Regions from separate parts of the Pan troglodytes genome. Here region 2 is linked to region 1. The links are chromatin contacts, called in public HiChIP or PLAC-seq maps. All regions are on one chromosome and are shown on one strand. Each heading gives the region's core, a stretch centred on a gene start, on an enhancer-like site or on the middle of the called end of the contact. The rest is flanking DNA. Distances are from core to core; before and after follow the strand shown.

Region 1 (3,319 bases), core at 478-2,977:
TTTTTCCCACAACATAAGCCCTATGTATCGGACTACATTCATGCTGTGACCACTGTCTAATCTGTCTAATTTACTCTAACAACAATAAACACAAAAACTACAGGAGTACATTTTCATTTCGAAGTAGGGAAGGCAGAGTCATAAGATGGAACGTTAATATCCTTCACTGATAGGATGCAGTGTGATATTGCAAAAGGACCAGAAAAATTGACCTCGTAAAATCATTTCTGAAATCCTTCAAACCTTATTTTAGATTTCAAAGACTTTTAAATGCTTTAAAATGAAAAGCAGCGAAGCAAATGAAGAAATAAACAGTACAATGTAAAAATATAATATCACAGTTGGACGCTAGGAAAGCTGCATAAATCAAACAATTGACAGCCCTGCCAAATTAACTGCAACAGCTAAAGAAAAGTTTGCTGATTTAAGAACTGTATATATGTAGGCATCTGGGACAACCTCTAGGTGTTGCTGTAGAGACCCCCTTCCTAAAGACTGATTTCTTCCCCGGTGTTTTGGCCTCCCCCTCCCCCTAACTGCACTGCAGTGCGCAAAGCCATTATAGACAATCACTTCAAACATATTTGCTGTTGAAAATGCCTCGGAAACTAACATTCTTCAAGGTTCAAGGAGCCAAACAATATTATTTTACTTTTCAGTCCAAATTATACTATAGATGAAGGAGCTAGATAGAAGAAAAGATTAGCAGGGTTCTGTCAAAGCGACCAGGAGGCTGAAGAAACCTCCTGTACCTTCAGCTGCCCCTGAAGCCCTCCTTCCTCCCCAGCCCGCTCTCCATACAAAATAGGACTAAATGTTAAAAGGAATCCTGTGCACGGGGAAGAGTGAGGCGAGCTCGGGAGATGTGGGAGCACAGGGTGGGGCGGCTCCTGCGAGGAGCTCCTGGCTGCACAGGCTCCATCTGATATGTCAGCTCCCGCATCCGAGAGCTGATGAGAGATGGAGGGAGCTCAGAGGAAAACCCTGCGAGTGTCGGGGGAGGGGAGGCCTTAACATTCGGATCAGATTAACCAGTGCTCAACCGCAGTGCCCGCGCCGGCCCCTCCGCTGATCCGCAGCATCCGAAAGCCGCAGGGCGCGGGGGCCTGTGGGGCCGGGCCCGGGCGCTGCGAGACCAGGGGCCGGTGACCCCCCGCGGGGGACCGAGCGAGGATGGGGAAGTCAGCGGCTTTACCTGCGATGGACCAGGTCCAGCGGTAGAACTCTACCGTGTCGTTGAGTGCCGTGGACACTACGTTTAGGACACTACCCGGCTCCGAGTCCAGGAGCCCCATCGCGGCGATGAGCGGGCGCTGGCGGCAGGAGAAAGCGGAGACCCAGAGAGAGGGCTGACCCCGGAGGCGGTGGCGGCCGACGGGGCGAGCGGCGGCCGGGAACCCCTCTAACGGCGGCGGCCCGGCCGCGTCTTCTCCTGCTCCTCAAGGCGCCGCGGCGGCGGGGATGCGGCAGAAGGCAGGGCCAAGCGGAAGGCGTCGTCAAGGTTCCCGGGAGAAAGACGAGGAGGTGGAGGAGGCCCAGCCGCCAGCACAGTGCGCTGCACCAGTCTGCAGCCTCGCGCAGCCGCCCCTCCAATCTCCTCAGCCGGCGTCACGTGGCCGCGCGCGGGGGCGGGGGGCCGGCCGCCCCTCCTCCCTCCCTCCCTAGTATTGGGACTCGCGGGCGTAGGGATGCTGCGCTCAAGGGTGCGACGCGAACTGGGCTCGCGCAGGCGCGCGCGTTCGAGCGGGAGCGGGACACCTGGGCCCCTCCTTGGCCCCTCCCCGCACAAGTCGCCTCATTAGCCTTCCCCGCCCCTGTCCCGGGCATCGGCCCCTGCGGAGGAGTTCACCGCCTCCCCACGGGTGACTTCTTATCCGCCCCGGATACGTCCTGGGAAACAGGACACGGGAAGAATGGGTGTTCTGTGGGCAAAGATGAGGTAGGCGTGGTGCTTTGGTCCTTACCTGACACTCACCTCGATTTCACTTGTGTTCCTGTTTCTTTGACCTCCACCAGCACATGCCTGTCACCATGACAAGAGAAGTGCATGTGTTATGCCTCTGAAGAAGTGAAGGGTATTTGTCTTCCATGCTTCAGCGATGGAGAATAGACTTTGGGGCCGACCCATGAACAAATCAACATATAATTGCATGAATGCTTGCATGTGTTTTGTAGACTCTTTTACTATACATGGAATGAACAAAGCAATATAATTGTGCTAAATTAGGCCATTAGTAGTTCAGAGAAGAGGGAGAACCGAGAGGGGCTTACAAGTGAAGTCCGCTTGAACCTGAAGAAGTTGAGGTGAATCTGAAAAAGATAATCGCTCAAGAGGCAAAGGGCAATTTAGTGTAGAGAGGAAAACAAAGTAATTGTGGCTATTTTGAAAAATTGTTTAGATAAGGTATAGGAGAGCCTACCCTTGAAAAGTAAAAAAAATACAGTACTTGGAATTCATAATTTGATGGTTTCTCACATAAAACAAGATTTTTGAGAATAGTCCAATAACCTTTTCATCTACTTGTTTTTTAAATGTGTCACCTACTTGTTTAACCTTTTCTCCACTTGCTCATTTTGGATGCTACATTTTAAAGACCAGTGAGTCAAGTGTCTTATTGTTCCTGCCTTTTCACACTGTTAATGTGAATACTATCTTTTATCATACTGAAATGATCTATTTCCCAATTGACCTGGTTATATATTGTCTATATTTTATATTGGAAGCATCCTAGATGGTAAGAATTATTTTTGGTTGCTTAATGAGTACCTAACCCAGTGCTATAAACAGTAATTAATAAATATTTATGATGACAAAAATATAACATGTCTTTCAGAGAATAATAAGGATTATTGTGACTGGCAGGAACTTTATTGCCGAACTAAAGCAAACACAGACTTCTTTAAATGCCCTATTCTTGAAATTAACCAAATAAAATGTTAATTTATTAATTTGTCAAATATATTTGCAAATCTAAAGTTTTCTGGATTGGAATGACAATTTCTCAAGTCTCAATCCTAAATTATGTGTAACAGATTCTAGTAGCTATATAAAAAAAAGAAATCCAGTCAAGTCTCTTCATTTAGGGAGTGGATAAATACCCATTCATTTACAGTGATGATCTAACAAAGTTCGGATTAGTTCGAGCTTCACCTAAAAATTTGATACTATTTCTATATTGTGGAATCCTGGACTTTTTAGGGAGAACAGATCTCTACCCATACTTCCATTCACACACGCAAAACTGCAGCATAATACTTAATACAAGGAGAAATTGTTAAAACAGCTTCAGGTATTTCCCTGATATTTCTTCTACCGTGG
Region 2 (3,521 bases), core at 183-2,682, 170 kb after region 1:
ATTGGGTTGTACGTAGCAGAGGTTCAATAAAATTCTCATCAGTTGTTATTTTTCTCTTTTTCTCCCCTACCTAAATAATCTCAGTACCCCCAGCTCCCTAAACTATCAACAAATAGAAAAAAAGCTCTATTCATTTTTATCCTTGTTCTTTACTCTCCTTAGTTTAAACCCAAATTTGACTATGTAAATGTAATTTCATTTTGTTACCCCTTCCTTCATTAAAACAAAAATACCCTTCATGCACATGCAAAACACTCTACCCCACACTATTAAAACAGCAGAAATGAACACTAACAAAAGCCAAGGTAAAAAATTTCCCCAATGTTGAATTTTTGGACTTAGTGTGGGGGTAGGAAAAATGGAGACATCATTCTGGTTCTCCCTTTGGCAGTTTTCAATTGCTGTTTCTTAATCTCAGTCAGAAAACACATTTCTCTGCCTCTCCTTTTGCCCCATTTCTACCCTCTCCTCCCTTGCCCCTGTGCAAAACCAAAGATGGGTTGAGAGGCAAGGCATAATGGAAGAGGAATGTTCTTTTCCTCCACTCCCACTTTCTTCTTCAAATTCTGTTTTGGGACCATCCTTCCCCACCCTCCCATTTTCATCTGATGGACACACTGTCTCTGTTGTCTCTTGTCATATTTGATTTTATGATATTTCATGTTTTATGTGCTTTTTTTTTTTTAGTAAATTCATGGACAGAGAATGTATCCTGGTAAACACTTAGATTAAAACAAATTTACATAGTTGATTACTATAAATGAAAATTAGTGACTCAAATTCTCCAGGTTTCTAAGCTACTTAGACTAAGCCAATCAGGTAATTTTTGCTACTTCTGGGCAAAATGTATCTGAATTCCTATTCAGTGGATTTGCAGGATGAAATCTAAGTTTACCTCTTTCATCTCTCATTTAAATGTGGAAAAACGAAATCAATAAAAATCTCTATATGCTTATTAAGCATTTTAAGGAGGGTGTGAATAAGGAGTGAAAGCTTTGAGCAGTGACTACAGCAGTTTTTCGAAAGTCAAAACAATAACCAATGCCAATCAGTAGCTCTCTTCACCTCTCACACAATAATAGAGACAGGACAGGATAAAAAAGGGTTACATTTAAAAAAAAGTATGGATGTTAAAATGAAAAAAAAAAACCATTGGAAATGGCACTGTAAATGACACCGGAAAAGATCGCCTCCAGGCACTGTGTGGAACTTTGCAAACTCGGGTCCTCACCCGAGGCCCGCATGGCCGACCTCGGGGAGGCTCCACCCCAGAAACTATTTCATTGGCGCCACCTCTAGCCCACACTTCCCCTCTTCCGCATGCGCACAAGGAGCAGAAGCCGACCAGCTCGTCACGTCGCCTTCCCCGCCCCTAAATTTCCAGTTCCGATTGGTCCGTTTCATGGGACCGCCCCTCTGGCCCGACCAATGTGGAAGCCTCCTCGGGTGTTCCGCCCTCCCCGCAGGCGGCGTGCGGCTGCATAGCCTGAGAATCCCGGTGGTGAGCGGGGATGGCGGTTGTAGCGGCGGCTGCCGGCTGGCTACTCAGGCTCAGGGCGGCAGGGGCTGAGGGGCACTGGCGTCGGCTCCCTGGCGCGGGGCTGGCGCGGGGCTTTCTGCACCCCGCCGCGACTGTCGAGGATGCGGCCCAGAGGCGGCAGGTGGCTCATTTTACTTTCCAGCCAGATCCGGAGCCCCGGGAGTACGGTGAGCCCAGGGACTGCCCACTCGGTCCCGCTGCAGCCCGGACTCCCAGGCTCGCAGGCGCCCGCGAGGGGCAGGGGCCGGCAGGCTGCAATCCTTGCATCCCAGCTTATTAACTTCCTGACTCTCTGGAACCTACTTGCCCCAGGGTCTAACTGTGGTTCACTTCTTGCTCTATTTTTGTGACTGTTCGGCCCTCGAGACGCAGTCCCCCCTCCCCCGCAACTTTGAGATGGGTGAGAGGGCATACTGCCACCTGGAAGAGCCTGAGGGTGGAGGGGTGGTGCCCAGGGAACGCCTCCCTTTTCTCTGTCCTCCGTCCTTGCTTTCTCAACCCAGGCCTTAGGTGTTGTTCCAGCCTGCCCAGGACTGGGCCACTAGCTTAGGTAGAGGCATTTAAAAGATATATATATATCTTTATATATATATATATTTTAAATGTATATTATATATTATATATAAAAAATATATATGTATATTATATATATTATATATAAAATATATATGTATATTATATATATTATATATAAAATTTATATATGTATATTATATATATTATATATAAAATATATATGTATATAAAATCAATTCAGTTACTCAGTCCCTTGGTTTCTTCTTACATACAGAAATATGTGTGTGTATGTGTGTGTGTGTGTATATATCCACACACATATATATATGTGTGGATATAGTTATGCGCATATATATGCATATATATGCGCATATATATGCATATATATATATGCGCATATATATATATGTCCCTTGGTTTCTTCTTACCTACAGAATTCTGAGTAATTGAATTGATTTTCCCAAGGTCACAGAACAGGTCCTTCCTAGAGATGTGAAAGAATTCAGACTTTCTACTTGAGCTTAGTACTGAGCTTGTCCTGGGCTATGCTGCCACTTAGCCAAGGAGGTGAAGGTGATGGGAGGAGGAAGCCATAGGAAGGGCATATAGCAAACTCCTCATAGTATGACTGTTGCATGATTTTTACCATTTCTGCAAGTTTCATGTAATGTCTCTCATCAGAATATCAGATCCAGTGTCTCTCTTCAGAATATCAGGAAACTGTAGGGAAACATGTATTGCTTCCTTGTCTAATAACTTCTCATGTGCATGCTAGAGCTGACATTTTTGGAAGTGTGTCTTGTGGATAAGAATGAACAGTTATTGAGTTCTTACCAGGGTCAGGCGCTGTGTGTATGTTTCATCATCTCATTTGAGGGTTAGGACAACCTTAAAAGGTTAGTAAAGATTTTATTCCCATTTTGCAGTTAGGTTAATGGAGTCTTGAGACAGTTTGACCAAGATTACACAGGTAAGTTAGTGGTAGCTCCAAAGCTCCAGCTTTGGAATCTAATTGATCAGATTCCAGAGCTTCCATTCTAAACAATGTACTAAGATGCGTGTAGATATAATTTACTTGGAGGGCGTCCCAGTATTGTGAAACAGTAGGTACCATAAAGGTTAATAGTAGGTGTTTTTTTTTTTTTTTCCACCACCAAGATGAGCCCTCAATTCTGTCTTCAAAGCAAATTCTGTCTTCAAAGCAAAGAAATTTTGGTCTAATACTTGAGAAATAGTCCAACTTTCCATAGTTGTAAACTTACTAAAATCCAAGTAAAATGCTATCATGTTATCATGATATATATCATGATATATATAAACTTGTTCTTATTTTAAAAATAATACAAACATATTAACAGATAATTTGGATAATGGATAAAAAGTAAAAAAAAAAAAAAAAATCTGCTGGGCGCAGTGGCTCACGTCTGTAATCCCAGCACTTTGGGAGGCGGAGGCAGGTGGATCA

What was found. HiChIP or PLAC-seq counts read pairs in DNA pulled down with a chosen protein or histone mark.
Region 2: a contact with region 1 is called in an H3K4me3 HiChIP or PLAC-seq map of stem cell-derived excitatory neurons, with 4 times the contacts expected there. The contact joins the promoter of BCKDHB here to the promoter of ELOVL4 in region 1. A contact is called at or near these places in 2 of 7 Hi-C or Micro-C datasets (a lymphoblastoid cell line and stem cell-derived neural progenitor cells) and 1 of 1 datasets of contacts at active chromatin or transcription factors (stem cell-derived excitatory neurons).

The regions. Positions count from the first base shown.
Region 1 is chr5:91,948,554-91,951,872 of NHGRI_mPanTro3-v2.0_pri, forward strand. ELOVL4 (ELOVL fatty acid elongase 4) reads right to left here and starts at 1,728. Exons shown (of 6, transcript XM_518601.7): 1 at 1,196-1,728. The coding sequence starts at 1,295.
Region 2 is chr5:92,123,795-92,127,315 of NHGRI_mPanTro3-v2.0_pri, forward strand. BCKDHB (branched chain keto acid dehydrogenase E1 subunit beta) reads left to right here and starts at 1,433. Exons shown (of 15, transcript XR_010158080.1): 1 at 1,433-1,707.